Linked DNA regions of Dromaius novaehollandiae: region 1 is linked to region 2. The links are chromatin contacts, called in public Hi-C maps. All regions are on one chromosome and are shown on one strand. The core of a region is the stretch at or near the end of the contact, and the rest is flanking DNA. Distances in the headings are between cores, read along the strand shown.

Evidence for each region. Hi-C and Micro-C count contacts between places; a contact is called where the count stands out from the background.
Region 1: a contact with region 2 is called in a Hi-C map of ovary, with 2.9 times the contacts expected there. The contact joins the enhancer-like site here to the promoter of HIBCH in region 2. A contact is called at or near these places in 2 of 4 Hi-C or Micro-C datasets (brain and ovary).

The regions. Positions count from the first base shown.
Region 1 is chr7:32,666,601-32,672,885 of bDroNov1.hap1, reverse strand. No RefSeq gene overlaps it. Among named protein-coding and RNA genes, the nearest start is that of GLS, 20 kb to the left of the region's middle. Within about 2 kb of position 4,020, at least 2 of the 2 cell types and tissues checked have open chromatin away from gene starts, as enhancers often do.
Region 2 is chr7:32,526,654-32,533,111 of bDroNov1.hap1, reverse strand. HIBCH (3-hydroxyisobutyryl-CoA hydrolase) reads left to right here and starts at 2,243. Exons shown (of 14, transcript XM_026097517.2): 1 at 2,243-2,375; 2 at 3,538-3,580; 3 at 4,206-4,346; 4 at 5,785-5,869. The coding sequence starts at 2,344.

The sequences.
Region 1 (6,285 bases), core at 2,771-5,270, 140 kb before region 2:
TGTTGTTGTTCTGGCCATCCATGCTGACTACTTTATGACACATCACCACGCTGCTTTATGAGTTTCTCTGCAGAAAAGAGCCTCGCTGAAGAACTGCACTTTCTGGCAGTTCCCATATATGGGAAAGCTGTGCGCAGCTTCGCCCAGCTAGTCCCACTGTCTTTATTCTTCTTTACGAAAATAGACCCACACTCCGGTGTCTATTGTACCAGTATCAGACCGGAGAGAAGAAAAACAGAATGCCTCTTTTTTCCTTTTCTAAATGCCAACTGACTTCAACATAAAAAAAACCAAACGAGGGCCGCGCCTGGGTAGTGCCTGTGCAATGAGCTCTGCACACCAGCAACAGGCGGCCAGCCCTTCAGCGCCCGTCTCTGCCACGCGTTCACACAGCGCTCAACTCCACCGAGCTCTGACCCCGGCCCCGACCGCTCGGCATCGCCGTAGCAGGAGCGGTAGGGAAAATGCTGAAAGTGCCACCAAACAGCGCCCGGCGGCGAGCCGCGGTGGAGGAGGCCGGGCCAGGTCCCTGCGCCTCCCTCCCGAGCACGCTCGCGCGAGGCACCAGGAGCAGCACGCAGCCGCCCCGCCAGCCCCCTCCCAAGCCTTCGGCCAACACCAGCTGTTGTCCCAGCCCCGTGGCCTGTAACGCTATGTGAGGATGAAAAGCGCTCCAGCTATTGCAGATACCAACACTGAGCAGCAGGAGGAAGGGACAGAGGGATAGTCCGACCGCGGGTACATATATATCGTACCTTGTGCTCAAGTCGGCAGCCAGGTTTAACCCTAACCGTGTTTGTGCACAGGCCTGGATCTCCCCACCCCTAAGGTTTCAAACCCGTGGCTCCCTCAAGGCCAGCAGAGCGTCAGCACGGGGGGGAACGCTGTGCCCAGCCCTTCGCGCGGGGGTGATGCACTGCAGAAAGCTGTTCTGCACCAAGCACCCTAACCCATAAAGTCTTAACAATTAATACCTCACTGACGGCTACAGAAAGGTGATTAAACGTTTGCCCAAAATTTCAGTTTAGGACACAGATTCAAAGGAGAGTTGAAGCAACATGGCAGAGAACATCATAATCTCCAGCAGCTGAGGGTGGCTGGCAGGTGGCTTGGATGTCTCTGCAGCCTTCAGCCTCCTCTGCTGCAGCAGCTGGCAAACTTCAGTTACTGTGGAGTAGTACAGTAACAGCATTTACCATTTTTTTGTAAGTGATTAGCAATATTGCTGCTGGTTTTCCTGTAGGCCCATGATTTCTCTGCTTAAAGGCTGACAACTCAGGCTAGAAGTGCGAGCCGCTCTGCTGTGTAATGCAATTGAAGGCAGCCTTTGTGTCCTCCTCAGCTGGAGATGACTCACTTTCGAGGCTGAAATCCCATTTGCCCATTAGTTATGTGGTGGTTGCTTAACCCCCAAGAGCATCTGGTCGGAATAATGTCACTGGAAAAGAAACTGCATCAGCAGAAGACACAAGCTGATATTCATCATCTTACGGCTTCTGCCTGCTTCGTTCGTTATCTGTCTTGCAGAACGTCATCTTACTACGTGTCGTCCTCTTCCCGAGCACCCCTGACGAGCACTGGCAAAGGCAGCGCGCCGTCGGCTCCCTCCCGCGCCCCGGGGCCGCTTCTGCCCCGCAGCCCCACAGCTGCGCTGGGAGCCCGGGCTCAGCCCCACGGCGCCGGCGGCGGCACCCGCCTGCGAGCGGCACTGAAGGAGCCCGCGGGCACCGGCCAAGGCAGCGGTGGATTTCCTCCTCCGCCCAAAATTAATCTGGTAATCGGCAGCGGTATCTGAGCATCAGCACGCGCTTCGCTGCGGAGGGCGGCCAGGCATGCTGCACCGCGGGCCGCGTCCCCCCGCCCTCACCGCGCGGCTGCCTTGCGAGCGCCGCTGCGGCCGTCGGGGCGGGGGCCTGCGGGTCGGGAGGGCTGCCGGAGGACACGGCCGTGGTTTTGTAGGACCGGGAGGAAAATGGGGGGGCACAGCGCTGTGCAGCAGCCAGCCTCAGCGCCCGTTTCTGCTTACCTCCTCGAGCAGCACCACTGTGCACAGCGGTTACGGCTTCATCCAAAATAACACATTTTTTCATATATGAAGAGAAGTAGAACAGAGAAAGGAAGGTGCCATAAAAACAGCACAAACTGGGTATGCAGAAATGAGCACTGCTTTTTCTTCTACCATACAGCAGCGAGGTCTTTGGGCAAAACAGAGCAAAACCTGCTGTAACAAAATTCAGACTGTTTGAGCCCGTCTCTGTGCTTCCTGCTGTGCAGGCCATGTCGGAGGCACCGCTCCACCCGGCAGCGCAAGGCGCAGCCCTTCCCTGCCGTAAGGCCGAGCTCAGCCGGGGCTTCCCAGCGCGCGGCGCCGAGGCCGAGCCCCGGCTCCTTCTCCGCGCGGTTGCTGCCGGGAGCTTTCCGCATGGAAAGCAGCAAAAACCCCAGCCGCGGAAAACGCGTCACCCTGGCGCCCGCCTCGTGCCCCGAAGGTGATGATGCAGTCGGTAACATTAGTGCTCAAACACGAAACCGTGCTGTGTGCTTCGACCGCCGCCCTTCGCCTGCACGCCGGTGTGCGGGGCAGGGAGCCGCCTCCCAGGCCTTGCAAGCGCGTAGCACGCTCCGGACTCACTATGTTCCGTTATGCAAAATGCTGTAAAATATAAGCAAACATATATTTGCACGGGTTATTACTATTAGGGATATTCTTATATTTGCTGGTTATTTTGCTGTGGCTATTTTACCACAGTCTATTATAAGCTCGTTGTAGGTTTATACAGATTTGAAGGCGATGATAACGTCCCTGACAAATTTAACCCGAGAGAAGGCAGCAAGTGCGTCATTTTCCAGGCCGGCGCTGCAAGGCCCGTCCCTTCTGGCAGGGAGAGCTGCCCGCAGGCACAGGCTGCCGCACGCGCCGACACCGCAGCCCGGCACCCGCGCGTCTCTGTCAGTACCAGCATCGCCAGGGTCTCCCAAAGGATGGTGAAACACCGGTAACCCAGCCGGCACCCCCTTGGAGCGAAAGGCCCAGCCACAGCCTGGTGCCCGTGCTGAGCCGCTCGTCGGCACCGCGGTCCCAAGCAAAGCTGCGTCAGCCAGGCGCCGCTATAAACAGCGGCGTGCAAAAGTTTTCCACTCTGCCTCTGCGACAGCATAGGAAAAACGTTTGTTCATGAGCTCAGAGGCCTCCTCATGGGACAAAAGCGGGTTATTTGTGTGCGGAGGGGACGGAGGCTTCGCCGCTGCCGGGGCGCAGCACCACTGCCCGCGGGCTGCGCCGCCCCCCCGCCCCGAGCAGCGGGCCCCAGCGACGGTCGCGGCACGGGGAGAAAGGCTGGATGCAAGGTGAAGCGCTGTGATAATGATGGGGTTTTTCCCCTCTCAGAGGCGTCGAGTTCTTTCCCGAAGACAGTGAATTGGGCAACGTGCTTTGTAAGAGCCTCTCGCCCCCCGGGAGCCGGGAAAGCTTGGAGGCCCCCACGATGGCCCCCCGCTTTGTTTTTTTTTTGCAGAAAGGCGCCCAGAGGCGAGGCTCGCACGGGGCGTCTGGGAGGGGTTCCAGAGCACAGGCAAAGATCGTCTTTTTTATTTTCTTTGCTGTAGCTATTCTGGTAATTTTCTGCGTGCGGAAAATTCTGTGCGTGGCTGAGCCCACAGCGTTGCCGAGCTCTGCAAGTGTGACATCTCACATATAACCTACTTTAAGTCTTTGCCACTCCGGCTATGTACATTATAAGGTCGTTCTTACAGAGATCTGGTCGATAGGTTTTCGGATGCACCGGCCTCTACTGCCGAAGCCCCCTGCTCAGCCACCTGCCCCTGCTGGTGGAAATCCCGCCTTAGCCACCCAGAGGTCACGGGCTGTCTCTGCTTTCAGAACTGCAAACGAAAAGAAACAGTATGGGAAAAATATTAACGTGGCTGATGAAAAGGCAGGAGAGAGCTGTGGAAAGTTTTGCTTTGCGCTGAAGAAATGCCTTTTGCACTATCGCTGGAAACCAGCAGGCTGTGCCGGTGCACCGGCTTTGCTGCACGCACGCACAGCTCGTTTTTCATCCTACATGATGCAATCTCTCTTTTTTATACATCATAGCTTCCTTCAGTCGAAAAAGGGTATGCACCCAGATAAACCAGCCAAAGAGGACCATCTTCGTTAACGCTGCAACACCTTCCTGTGGTTTGTAACTAAGATTACGACTACACTTCTGCAACATGTAAAAATGAGCAGAAAGCGGAGAAACGGGAATAATCTCTTTTTTTCTAATAAACAGAAAACACTGTCAGACTCTTCCTTACGTTGCCTGCTCTTCAGCAGATCGGCTTGGCCGACCTCCCACACGCACCTATAAAACCAGCCCTACTGGGGAGGCAAAGCAGGGCACCGCCGCCCCTTCCTCCGCTGCATCCCCTTCCTCCGCTGCATCCCCGTCCCGTCAGCCTCGGCTCAGCCCCCGTCTTGGCCATCTCTCCAGCTCGGGTGCTGGAGCAGCGGCCAAGCTGTTGGGACCTCTGGGAGCCCCCACCGGCATCGCGGCCACCTCCAGCGCCGTCCTCCACCAACGCCACGGGCTGGACGCAAACGCTGAATTGCGCCGTGGTAAAACCTGAGCCTGCACAGAGGGGCACCTTTACAGTGCCTGGCGGCGTAGCTTACCGCTGGGCGATGCACGCGAGGAGTCGGTCTGCTCCAAAAGAGGTGGGAAGCTAGCAGTTTAAAGCCATCTAAAAGCACTGCGTGCTGCTAAGCGGCATGTCTGGTTTTCCCCTGCCGCTGTGCGTTGCAGTACTGCGCACATCGCTCTGCGATTTCACCTCCGCTGACCCACAAGAGATACAGCTGGCATCTTAGCTATTTTTGACACTAATGCAAAAAAGCTGTCCTGGATCACCAGCTAGTACCATCTGCTCTTCGAAAGTGCAATGCCATCAATTCACAAACCGGGGCCAGGATTTTCAGAAACAGCCAGTCTGAAGTGATGCCTCGCTCCATATTTAGGCTCCTGCCCGACTTTCGGGGGAACGGCGCGTGCTGCCGCCACCATTAACGTGAACTTCCCGGCGCAGGCGGCGGGACTTTGCCATCACCTGCCGTTTCCACCAGGGCAGCTCCCTGCAGTGAGCCACGTTTTCAGGCTGCCTGGTGACGGCGGGTGCTGGGGTCTGGAAAGGAGGACTGGTTCCTACCCGATGCAGATCTAGCGGTCTTCTATATCAGTCCAATTCTCAAAAGCATCCAGGCAACCCAGACTTGAAGCATCCAGATTGCTATGCACTTTCGACTTCCTAGGCCAGAGCTATCTTTCAGCTCTGTTACTTGGAAAAAAAGTTACATTAGTTAGAATGATAATTGTCACCTTATGGAGACAACAAAAGAGAAACGCCAGTTTTGGTATTTTCAGGGTTGAAAACAGTTTGCAGAAAGTGTCAGAACGCTGCACCAGATTTGCAGGTACAGCCCATCGCGTCCCATTTACACAAAAGACTTTCAACAGTATCCTTGTTCCTACCGCACACGGCACTGGTACGTAGTATTCATCTCCTCAAGAGGAGGTGGAAAACACATTCTCACATCAACTATGTGGGTCCAGGAAGACCTTTCTGTATCAGTGGAGATCTGGCATTTATACAATGCAACATAAAAATCCCCAAAGCTATAAAAGATGTTTTCACCGTATTAGTGACTATCATTTTGATGTGAAACTCACTCTAATGAATACCTGACAACTAAAGCTTTTAGAGGAAGGATTTAACTTGACGTGAATGCATTCAACTACTGTTTGTTGAATGATATTCTTCTTAAACAGCCAGCAGAAGAATACAGTGTCGTTGCAAATCAAGGATTTGCAGCCTTCTGCCGCGTCCTGGCCGAGACGCTGGAGGTCAGAAACCCGGCGTGCCGGGGGCTCGCTCTCCTGCATGCCAGACCCCCTGCCCATCGCCGGCCCTCCCGCCTGCGACGCAGCGGGCAGCTGGGGCACCGTAAAGGCTGCACAAAGCTGATACCATGTCTACGTTAAAGCGAGAAGGTGTGAAGGAAGCCCTGGTGATGTTGAGGAGCCCCGTTTTGACCTTTCTCTGAAGCAATTGCGTTAGGCTGCGTTGCGTTGGTTCACATTTGGAGCAATTTTTGTCCTAGCCAAAAGAAATCAAGGTTTAGTCGGGCGAGTCGTTTTCTAAAAAGCTCATCTTCTGCAGAAACACAGAAACCTGCCAAGCAGAGGCAGATGCCCTGTATGCGTGTGCTTTGGACTAAAGCCGTCCTAACCTGCCAGAGTGACTCAG
Region 2 (6,458 bases), core at 994-3,493:
TGAACAGACTGTCAGGAAATTTCTCCAAGGGGGAGGAATTACAACCTGTCCATCCTTCTGGCTGCTGCAGTTGTATTCCCTGAATTCCTGACTTGTTTACGAGGGATGCTTCTTGCCCCAAAATATCCAGTCTCCTGCAGCCATCTTTGCTTATAGTAGTATCATCCATAAACTCACAGGTAAAAGGCCATATCACTCAGTTTATTCTTATGTAACTTGATTATTTTCATTCTTTTTCCTATTTCTACATATATGTATCTTTTATTTGCTTTCTAAAATCATTTTCACTTCGATATTTCTCTCTACAGAAAAGGGGCTTTGCAGAAGGACTATTAGAAACAAAGATGTTATCTGAGTTATTTTTTGGACCTGGCTTTGGACTGGCTTGTACTCACTAAATGGGAGGTCTGTGAAGAAATTGTAGTTTTCTAATACCTATGAGGAAAAAAAAGTCTATTAATAGGTGAATGCAAACCATCACTGTCATGTTTTAAAATAAAGTAGAACACTAGGCCTCAGGAAGATGGTTCTTCTGTCACAATCCCTTCTTCCTGAAACCAGTGGAAAAAGAAAGGGAGAGAAAGAAAATAAAGAAAACATTATGCGTGCATTCAGTGCCAGCACCTTGGAAAGAAATTGGTAGCTGTTCCAAGAGAATGCTTGTGTTACGGCATTGTTTGCAAATGAGCAGGCTCCAGATCAGACACAGCTGGGAGACGAGAAAGAAAGGCTCTATATCATTATTTACACTGAAGGCAGTGGGGGAAAATCAGATGAAAATCGGGATAAGTAAAAGGTGAATCAGAGCACTGACTTCTGTTCCGGACTCCAGACACAAACATCCTGTGCAATCATGTCCCGGTCACAGCCATGCCCTAAGGGATGTTCCGGATCTCCAGGGAGCCTCCTCTTGCTCTTACCGGAGGCTAGTCTCTGAGCACCGACTTCTTCATTTCTACAATGACAGTAGCAAAAAGATTAGCCTATGCAAAGGTACTGTTCCTATTTGTCTGTGAATTGTACAGAGACTTTCAGATATAAAGCATAAAGTACAAAAGTGTTATCTGTGTATCAAACTCCCCATAACCTGATTACGCCTGAATGAGAGATGCAGAGCTATCCTATCATCAGAAAGTATCATTTTCGAATACGAATCTAAACAAGGGTTCAGATTTTGTCCACCGTGGTAATTTGGTGTCATTTAGGCTGGTTTAGATTTAATTGCATGTTATTTTCCTTACAAACATGTGGTTGCATATACTCAAGATGACATTAATAGGCTGCATCTTTGATGATCATGTAATCTGTGACAAAAAGTTAGATTAGTCTGAATGGCCTAATGAATTCTGCAATTAATTAGTTTTTGGTAGGCAGTCTCCCAATGCCTGCAAAAGCACTGCAGGTCAGTGCTCTCCATCATTTTTGTTCACCATGCATAAGACTGAAAACCTCGACTTCATAATACAGAAATGCTGTCTTTTTTGTGTCCATTTAGTTTGATTTTTACCCTGATGGTTATCGCAACGGAAATGCTAGGGGAGAGGACACTGTGGCAAGCAGGGGCCCAAACCATTTCTCAAACTGAAGAGCAAGGTTGCCCTCTGGGGACTTCTCTAGAAGCGTTTCTGAGAGCTGGGAATTGTCATCTCAGTGGTATAATTTTGCTGTAAGGTTTTAATTTTTTTTTTTATATGAATGTGAATCAAGAACAGCCAGTGCTGAACTTGCTACATGAAGAGATGGCAACATTACATTTCTACTTAATGCACTGCATTTTCCTTGCTCCATGGTTCATCACACTTCTCAGCATCAACCTCATGCTGGTATGTATCAGCCTAAAAATCTGCCAAGAACAGTCTGATGTCGTTACTAAAACGTAAATGAACTGATTTTTATGTACTCAGGCTCAGGGCCATGTGCGTGCGTTTCTCAAACGTCTCGTATATAGGGCTGCTGAGAACTTCTCAGTAACAGCGGGACAGAGGAAGGCACCCCACCTGCGCCATGACTGCAGACCCGCACTCGAGCTGAAACAGAACCACAGCTCCCTGGTGACGCACTAGCATGTCTGAAACCGGTCAGTTAGTGACGTCCCCTGCCCGCGCGGCCGTTGGGGAGGGGGAGGGGCAGGGGCCGGCCCCGCCCCCCCGGGGCAGGGCCCCGCCCCCCCGGCGCAGTCCCCCGCCGAGCCCGCGGGCGGCGCGCGCCGCTGCGGCGGCCGTTGGGGAGGGAGGGGAAGAGGCGACGCTCTGGCGTCGGTGCCGCTCTCCGCGGCTCCCGCCCCGCCGCTTCCGGTGCCGGGCCGCGCGGCGGTGACGTCGCTGGCGGGCACCGGTGGCCGCCATGGCGGCGCGGGTGCTGCGGCGGCTGCCCAGGTAACGCGGAGCGGCAGCGCCGGCGCCCTGCCCTCGCCGCGGCCCCGGCAGCGTCCTTTGGGCGGGGGCGGCAGCCGCGGGCCCCGGCCGCTCCGCAGGGGCCTTGCCGGTGCAGGACCACCTTCCCCGGTGCCCCGGGAGGCCACGCTCGGGGTTCCAGCTCGGGCTCAGCCCACGCGCGGCGCCGTGCGCGGGTATGGAGATAGGGGCGGCTCGTTCTCGGAGTCCGAGCGAGCGTGGCGTGTGGAAGTTAGCCCATAAGTCATCATAAAGTACAGCCTGGGCCTAGAGCCTAGCTTCTGCACCTGAACCCTGCTCTGAGACAAGGCATGTGTTTAAAGATTGGCGTGCATAGGGCACCAGGACGTCAGCAAGAGCTACGGCTGCAATAGGTGAATTAGCCGTACAGCAACAACAACAACGCCCACCCTGCACACTCAAGCAGCTGAAGGATAAAGTTGCGTGTTAACATTGACTTAAGACTGGCATCTGAGGCGTAAAGTCCAACAGACACCACTTTTTTTGTCTTCCTTAATAAGTAGAGTACAATGACAGAAGTAGTTATCTATTATTTCACTTAACACGTTCAAAATACTGTTTTTACAGACAGCCCAGCATGACTAGGTATCAAATCCTGCTTTCAGCTACAAAGGTGTAAGCCTCATTCAAGTTGTTAGAAGAACCTCCTGGAATTTACATACATGCCTGGAGGTAAAGGGCAGGTTTGGGAGTTCTAGAACATTGTAAATTTGATAGGAACCATTTTTTATAATATTAGTATATCAAGGTGCAAAAAGTGACTGCAAGTCTTTAAAAGATCTACACTGCTAATGTGGTACATATCCCCCAAACTCTTACTTCGTCATACTAGAGCCAGGACCTCCTAACTTGAAGTAATTTGAATACACTGAAGACATTAATGTTTGGCATTGGTACCTGCCATTTATTTACTACTTGTATGCAAAGTAGTTGGACTGTTTTGATACCAAAATAGAGCTGTAATTGTAGTTTAGTAAAAAAAATGTAGAATGTAAAACAATTGTTTAAAACTTTTTCTGACAAAGCTTTGCTTAATTCAGCATTTTTTGTATTTTGTGTGTTGCGGTAATGGATAGCTGTTTTATGTGTTTAACTGTTGTAATACATAGTATTTCTTTTTCAGACTGAAGCCACTCAACAGATTGCAAGTAATATTGCAGCATTTGGTAAGAACAGCATCTTGTTTAACCAAGTCAGAAGCTATTGGGACTCCAGCTCCCCCGAGATGGAGAACACAAAACCTCCAATTTGTCTATTCATAAAAGGCCTCAACAGGCTTGAATTCTGTTAGCTTCCTTGTTTTCCTTAAATATCATTCAACTTTAAGTTTGAAATTAATTGTGGAAATGGGTTAGCGATTTGTTCTCTGCTGTTAGAAGTTACTTATAGACAAAGCTGTTTGTATGTTTGGGTTTGCAACATCAAATTGCTAGTAGGGAAATACAGAACTATCTGTTATAAATGTTGTGGGTACCTTCAGAATGTCAGTCTAAAAAAAAAAAAAGAATCCATAGTCCCTTAAATCTCAAATATCATCTAAGAACGTATGCCTCAAAAGCTTGTCTGAGGTTATTACTTTGAAGGACTTTAATGTAATGTGGTTTCAAAAGAGCCATTTGAGAAATACAAATACATCTTGAAGTGGAGTGAGAAAGCCTTAGTGTAAAATTCCAAAATGCACATTTTATAATGTTAAATGTTTTGTGGAGTGTATACACACTCCTGTAAGCATTTTACTTAAGATATCTAATGTCATTTGCTTTATTTATTTGTTCATTTCTGCATATACAGAAAATGTCTAAGCATACAGATTCTACAACTGAAGTATTGTTGGAAAAGAGAGGAGGTGCGGGAATAATAACTTTGAATAGACCCAAGGTTCTCAATGCACTAAATCTTTCTATGATCCGACAGATTTATCCACAAATAAAGGTTAGTAGGTCTTCTCTTACCTAGCCAACACACATACATTATCTACTAGTAATATTAAAATTCAATCTGACTTTTTTTAGTCTGATTTAAGGAATTAAGTATGTGTGAGCACATGGGCCAATGAGCTCAGATTTATAGGATGGAAAGGAATAGACAGTTTCAAGCAAATTTAAAGGAGGAGAACGTATGTCCAGGAAACATCACAAAGGTGCCATTTATCCTCCAGATAGATAAGAGACCCATGTTAGCACCACAACTGAATTAAAGGCAAGCAGCACTCACCATTTTTACCTTCCTTTTGGCAGCATCCACCTGGTCAGTCAGCATGCACATATTCTGAACCATACAGCAGTGCTACCACTTGTCTGGGTGCATGTTTCATGGGGAAGCTGGGTGCCTGAGACAAAGGATGCAAATCATTAGGGTACGAGGTGCCGTTAGTTTCATTCCTTAGAGAACAACTTTATGGAGTCACAGGCCTTGTTTCTACAGGGTGCTAAAGTATGTGAAGTTTTAAGTGTGCAAACAGTCATTTTTAATTTAATGTTATTTATCATATGCATACAGTCAAATGTATTAAATATCAGTATTTGTTGAATAGTTGCCTGCCTTTTGGTATTTTGATTGCAAGATCATGAATTCTTTGAAGAATATTTAAAGAAATAAATACTTAAAACCAAGTACTGCATATTGAACACAGCCATAAATGTGGCATAACTTGTAGGTATAGTTTCTGGTACATAGAAATATCTTACCTCTCCTTTATCTGAGTGCACTTACTTGATTAAGTGACAGAAATATAAGCATAGTTTAAGGGGAGAAAACTCGTATAGCTATATAAGGCATCTTTCTTGATACTGTTGCATCACTGCTGAAGTCTTGTATATTTAGTTCAGAAGAAAAATCTAGCCTTTCAACCAGGCAAAAACAAACAAACAAAAAAAAACTCAAAACCACACACCTCTTCATAGAGCAGGCACTGATTCTAGTCGCTTTGACAAAATCCATCAATTACTTGAATGCTGTTTTTGCTGCCTTGCATCTTAGACTCACACAGCTTTCATCATCTGGCCTGAAGCATAGTTAATAGATCTTCCATATTCCCAGCTTTCTGCCCCAGCATTGAGATTATAGGGCCCTGTTTCAAGGAGAGCTACCTTTCATCAGGAATTGGGAGCACCATATAGGCATTATTCTGAAACATGAGGCAGCTCTGCTGATCCCTGACATTGAGGTTGAATAGGAGCGATGAAATCTGAGTGTCAGTCAGAAGTTCCCAAACACGTGCATCTCAAACTGTAACTGAAGTTTAAGTATGGTGCGATTTGCTTTTTTGAAGAGGTGAAAGAAGAATTATAGGCAGTAAATGGAGAAAGAACTTGTTGCACAAACTTTCATCTTACGTGGAAATGTTTTACTTTTTTTTTTTTTTTTTTAGACTTGGGAGCAAGATCCTGAAACTTTTCTAATAATTATAAAGGGAACTGGAGGAAAAGCTTTTTGTGCTGGTGGTGACATCAGAAGTAAGGACTGTAATCATTTAAGTATTTGACCTAGCTTTTCCAGTTATCAATTTAGTATGGATTGATTTCCTTTATTTAGTGTGACTCAGGTGAATGGGGCTTGCTGCACAATAGTAAGATTAGTTACATTGACTTCTTATGACACCTTGATGTGCAGATTATGTATAAGTTACTTGTCATGAGACAGCAGGTAGAATATTGTATAAAAGAGCAAAAATTGGTTTGTTTTTGAATAGCTGGGTAATGGGAACTAGCCATCCCAGGGAAGAGCAGATTCTTGTCTCTACCTTACCTTCTCAGATTTTCATTACTGGCAGCTTCTTTACATGAAATTTGAAGGGTCCCAATAGGCAGCTCTACTACTATTGAATAATTTGTATCTGATGTTTAACTCTGAGATGTTTAGATACAGAGCTGACCACAGTGATCCATGTATTCATGATTATTCTGTAGCTATGAACTGTAGTAAATCTCCAAACTCGGAAAGTGAGCAGTTTTAAATCCTAGGCAAATGAGTAGCATAGGTTATTGTTAGATTATGTCCTGCTCTTTCTGGCTTCTCTCTGGCTTTTTTTTTTTTTAAATATAT